Regions from separate parts of the Sus scrofa genome. Here region 2 is linked to region 1. A link is a contact called in public HiChIP or PLAC-seq data. All regions are on one chromosome and are shown on one strand. Each heading gives the region's core, a stretch centred on a gene start, on an enhancer-like site or on the middle of the called end of the contact. The rest is flanking DNA. Distances are from core to core; before and after follow the strand shown. Region 1 holds the start of RNF24 (RING finger protein 24). Region 2 holds the start of SIGLEC1 (sialic acid binding Ig like lectin 1).

The links. HiChIP or PLAC-seq counts read pairs in DNA pulled down with a chosen protein or histone mark.
Region 2: a contact with region 1 is called in an H3K27ac HiChIP or PLAC-seq map of alveolar macrophages. The contact joins the promoter of SIGLEC1 here to the promoter of RNF24 in region 1. A contact is called at or near these places in 2 of 5 promoter capture datasets (fetal liver and liver), 11 of 47 Hi-C or Micro-C datasets (alveolar macrophages, embryonic fibroblasts, fetal liver and 7 more) and 2 of 2 datasets of contacts at active chromatin or transcription factors (alveolar macrophages and skeletal muscle).

The regions. Positions count from the first base shown.
Region 1 is chr17:31,704,004-31,706,703 of Sscrofa11.1, reverse strand. It overlaps RNF24 (RING finger protein 24), which reads right to left and starts at 1,349. Exons shown (of 6, transcript XM_021078063.1): 1 at 1,184-1,349.
Region 2 is chr17:31,999,278-32,001,977 of Sscrofa11.1, reverse strand. It overlaps SIGLEC1 (sialic acid binding Ig like lectin 1), which reads right to left and starts at 1,251. Exons shown (of 21, transcript NM_214346.1): 1 at 1,203-1,251; 2 at 553-912; 3 at 1-284. The coding sequence starts at 1,251.

The sequences.
Region 1 (2,700 bases), core at 100-2,599:
CAGGGAAATTCAGATCAAAGCAAGGGTGCATGCCAGGGTAATACGCAATAAAACCCTTTGCCAAAGCATTAAGGGGGAAAAAAAAAAAGGCAAAGAGGTGAAGAGAACCTGCTGGACTACGTTCTTATTAACATTGAGAGGCAGGAAGAAACAAAATCTGCCTTACAGAGAAGCAGAGAAAACAGTGTCATAGATATGTTGGAGTATTTCTATAGACCAGTATGACTATATAGACATATTACCAATGAACTAAAAAGTGCATTTTAGTTAACTGGTAATGTAGGGTAGTTTCATGTACATATATATGAGTATATGACCACTGACTAAACCCCAAAACCAAGTGTTCTAGATAAACAGATATGAGACTAGAGGCATATTTTCAATTAACCCACTGCTTTTACAGTAAGAAACAAAGAAATACTATTTGAAAAAACAGCAGAGGCAGAACGAGGTGACGATCTGATGGAGTAATACATCTTTTTTCCTCATACCCTTTTTAATGATCTCTGATTCTCTCATTTCATAGGTGACACACACACCATTACGTCTCCGGAAACAAAGGAGGGTCTTTAATTCTCCGGCCTGAGGACGCACACACGCCCCCTACTCACAGACAGGCCCGCACCTGACTTTCATTAAATGAGTTAGCCGAGGCGAGAGGTCTTACCCCAGACCACAGTTTACACACAGTGACAAATGGGCACGAGACAAACGCCACAAAGAAAGGGGAGGAGCAGATGGGGACCAGGAAAACACTGCCACGCCGCACCCCCCACGGCGCGTTCCCATCGCCAAAACGCAGGCAGCCGTCCTAGCCAACCTCGTCCTCCCTGCTCATCCTAGGAGCCTCCCACGCCCGGGGACCCGACGCCGGGCACTGGCTAGGAGGGCGTTCGGGGTGCCCCGCACCGTCCCTCTGTGACCTCCCGGGGACAGCCCCGCGCCTCCCTTTGTGCGTGACCCACCCTCCGGATCGGGGCGGACCCTCCTCCGCGTCCCTCCCGACCTGGGGCAGCTGTCCCACCCCTCCCAGCTCCCCGCGGAGGCGCCAGGAGTGTGAGTGGGGGAGGCTGGAGTGGGCCCACGGTCTCCTCAGCATCCCGAACCTGGACCCGCCCGGTCCACTAAGCCCCAGACTGGGGGTGACGACCCTCGGCGCCCCCGCCCTTGCTTGCTCACTTACTCTGTCGTGCCCGCGGCGTCGGCGGCGGCGGCGGCGGCGGCGAGCGTGGCAGGACCGTCAGCGTCTGGAGGCTAGCGGCTGGCGTCTGCCGGGACCTAGCGCGGCTGAGGTGGCAGCGGCGGACTGCGCGCAGCGGCCCCGGCGAGGGGCGGGCCCGGTGGGGGAGGGGCGGCACCGCGCCTCTCATTCATGCAGCGGGGGCGGGGTGAGGGACCCGGATGCCCGGGCAGCCCCGCCCACCTCCCTGAGATCGTCCTGACTTCAGAGTCCGCAGTGCGCAGGCGCGGAGCGCGGTGGCCAGTCCTCGCTCCGCCCGTTGGGGTTGTCCCAGGGCGGAGCTGTCTTCCTCCGCCTGTGTTTAGTATTTTTTCTTGTCCTATAAGCATTTTTTAAAGGGAAAGCTTGGAACGCTACCTCTTTCCTAGCACCCAGACTGCCAGCATTCCGGGTCACAGGAGTCCGATAGATAAGGTGCACATTGCCTCTTTCCTCCATCTGTGTCACCTGCAGCAGATCCTCTCAGACTTCTGATACCCAGAATCTGCCCAAATAGTGGAGAGGAGTGTGTGCAAGAAAGAGTGCATTACTTTATTTATGTGCATCGACCAGGCCCCAGCTCCCATTCCATGGAGCAGGCCAGGAATTGACCTTTGTTTTGAGGAAATCTCAGCCCTTTCTGTAATAAGAAGGTTTAGGGTTTATCTAATGAATCTCCAAAGATCAAGTGGAGGCCCCTTGTCTTTGGCAGGCAGTGTGTTCTGCAGAGACACTCTCCTGTTCCCAGCCCCTTGGTTCTGCTACTCGTGGGCCACAGAACTCTTCGGGGGCTGCTGGGAGTCTCTGAGGCTCTTCGGCTGAGTGTGTGGGCCCTGTAGCTCAGGGAAATTACAGAGACAATTGCCCCACTTTGTTTCAGTCCCTAAATCACCCCTTGAGAGTCTCCTTTCTTCTCCTACCCTCCAAGCCCCCTCACACAAACCATAAACAGCTCAGGGGCTTAATTTTGGGAAGCAAAATAATAGTAGAAAGCGCCTGTAGGCAAGTTCCTTCTTCTTTGGCAAACAATAAATATCCAAGGTAAGGGGGGAAGTAAAGACTAACATCAACGAACATCTCAAGAAGTTCTGTAAGGTAAGAGATGGGTGGAAGCATGGGTAGAGAGAGAGTGGCAAAAGAAAGAGTGCTTATCAACAACCTATCCCTCACCCCCTGTCACTGAAGCCTGTGTCAGGGGTCCTTTTCCCTTCTCTCCCTCCCTTCCTAGCTCAACTGGACCAGTTGCCAGGAGGATCTGCTACCTCTCACTGTTTAAATCAGTCCTCCTCAACTCTCTCTAGCTCTACTGCTGAAGTCTCAATACATTCTTATGCAAGTCAATTCTCATGATATGCAAATCTGCCCATGTTGCTGTCTTTTTCTCTTTCTCTGCCCAGTGGCACTTTAGCACTTCTTTTCTAGCCATTTCCAGAACAGCATCAGAGTGTCTCGCCTTCAGTGCCTGGTGTTCCTGCTTTTCC
Region 2 (2,700 bases), core at 2-2,501, 300 kb before region 1:
GTGAATCTCCTTCTGCATCCTGCGTTCGGCTGCTGAGACCTGGCAGCTCAGGATCCGGCCATGGTCCTGCCAGGACAGGGCCATGTGCAGGGTCTCCATGTGGCTGGTGCCCGAGGGCTCAAGCTTCTGGAGGTGGGAGGTGACGGAGCGGGTGGGATCCTGGCCTTGCCACTGTAGGTTGACCGGCTCCGTCGGGCACACATAGGGAGTGGAGCAGTTGAAGTCCACCTCCATGCCCTCATGCAGCTTGGCTGGCAAGGCAATGGTGGGCACGCTGGGCACCTCTAAGGATGAGAGAGGAGGCTGGGGACTCCCGTTCACCACACCTGAGCCCTCCTGCCTTGGAAACCCTGGCTCCAGGCTGGAGCTTCAAGGAGAAGGAGAATGCAAGTAGTTCACAGGGGCGAATGCCAGGGGGCACAGGGCTAGGACTGGAACTGCGGCCAAGATTGGGGCTGGGGTTGGCTTTCAGACCAGGATGGGAACTGTGAGCCAGTGGGGCCAGGGGTGGCCTGGGAGCCCAGGCAGTGGCTGGGCCACCCTGCTCCTCACCTGTCACGGTGACAACTGTGCCTTTGACATCTGACCAGCGGTTGCCCTCGCTGATCTCAAAGCGGAAGTTATAGGAGCCCGAGTCCTGGGGCTGCAGGTCCTTCAGCAGCAGGCTGCACGTCCTCTGCTCAACCTGCCCCAACAGCAGGGCCCGGCCTTGGAAGTGGTTCTCCACCACCTTTGGGTTCCTGGAGTGGCTCACTACCAGGCGCTTGCCTGAGTAGTCATAGTACCAGATGGCTGTGATGCCATGGGGCACCTCCACGTTGGCCGGGAAGCCGAAGGTGCAGGGGATGATGAGGCAGGAGCCCTTGATGCCCTGCACGGTCTCGGGGCTGGAAACCGTCCACGAGGCCAGGCCTGAGGGAGGGACAGGACAGGGTGGAGTGTGATGCAGGCCAGGGTCACCTCCTGATCTGTCACATAGGAGGTGCTCCAGATGGGCCCCCGAACCCTGCCGTGTCCTCAGCAATGCAGCCCCACGGGGCACCCCAGGGAGGGTCATGGCTCCCTGTCACTGCTTCCCCATGCCCTTCTTCAACCTCAGCAGCTAAACCTGTGACCAGATACAGTCCAGTGTGCCCAGGCCAGCCAAGGGCTGGCCTTGCTGAGCCAGGCCCTGTGAGAAGAAAAAAGCCAGAACAACTTACCTGCTAGAGCAGATGAAGCCAGGAGGAGGAGCAGGAGCAGGAAGTCCATAGCAGGTTCTGGCGCTGCTTCTGGAGCCTAAGAGGGTGGCACACAGTGGGCTGGCAGGGCACACGGGAGCCTCCTGGGGAACCTCAGGGTACCTGGGTCTCAGAGCCTGCTGGGAACCCAGTCCTGTTTCCCCACGTGCTACGCTGGCCAACCCAGTGAGAGGGCAGGGCAGCTGCCAGCAGGGAGCCAGGAGCCCACTTCCCCAGCTCAGGCTGTGCCTAGGAATGCCTTCACTTGATGGCATGCCCCAGAAAGTCCTCTGTCACTTGGCCACACCCTAAGTTCTGCTTTCCCAGCCCCTCAAGGATAAATAGCTGTTTCTCTTTCCCCACTTCCCTGCCCTGTCTCTGCACCCAAGTTAACAGAAATGGGAGCCCAGAGAGGCCCAGCGACTTACTCCAAGGCATCCAGCACACATGATGCTTTCTTGTTTGAGACTTGCTCCCTATCAGCAGCCTTACCAGCTATAGAGCTGAGCACATACCAAAGTGCTGCCTTTGAGTCCCTCCCCTGCTTGAAAACCTTCTGTGGCTCCCCATTTCCCATGAGATGGGGTTCCCAGTGCATCCCTGAAAGGTCCCCCTTTCCTACTCTGAGCTCTGCCCCATTCCCTGCTCCCCCTGGGTTCGCCCTAGGACCAGTCTCACTCTGGGGCCAGTCCTGTCTGCCCATGGGCTCTCCAGCTGGCCAGGTCTGGCATCACCAAAAATGATCTTTTCTTGCTGAAATCTCATTCAGTCTTCAAGGTGGCTTCCAGGTGAAACGTCCCTTTTGGGGTCTCTAGTCAATCCAGAACCATCTCTGTGGTTGCCTTGTCCCTGGTGAGCACCCACTTCTCAAGACCTGGAACTGAGGACATTGTCCTGCAGCAGGGCAGAGCACCCCCAGGCCTTTCAGTGGCAGGCAAGAGAGGGGTGTGGTTCTTGGGGATTTAAAGTTGATGACGGGGCAAGTCTAGGTGTGGCAGGGAGCACAAGGACCCTGCCCAACACATATCCCACAAACATGAGTTGAAAGCCTACTGTATACTATGCACAAGAGGGCAGGCCCTCCACCATGGAGTGCCCCTGATGGGGATGGGGACACAGATGTGAATCCAAAGGGGAGAGATGCCAGAAACACAAATAACAGAAACTATAAAACTCTTAGAAGAAAATGGGTGAAAATCTTCATGACCTAACTTCAGGCAATGATTTCTTAAGTATGACACTAAGAACACAAGCAACAAAAGAAAAAACAGATAAACTGAACTGAATCAAAATGAAAATCTTTTTGCATCAAAGGACACTATCAGGGAGCTCCTGTCGTGGCTCAGTGGTTAACGAATCCGAATAGGAACCATGAGGTTGCGGGTTTGATCCCTGGCCTCACTCAGTGGGTTGAGGATCTGGCGTTGCCATGAGCTGTGGTGTAGGTCGAAGATGTGGCTCGGATCCCACATGGCTGTGG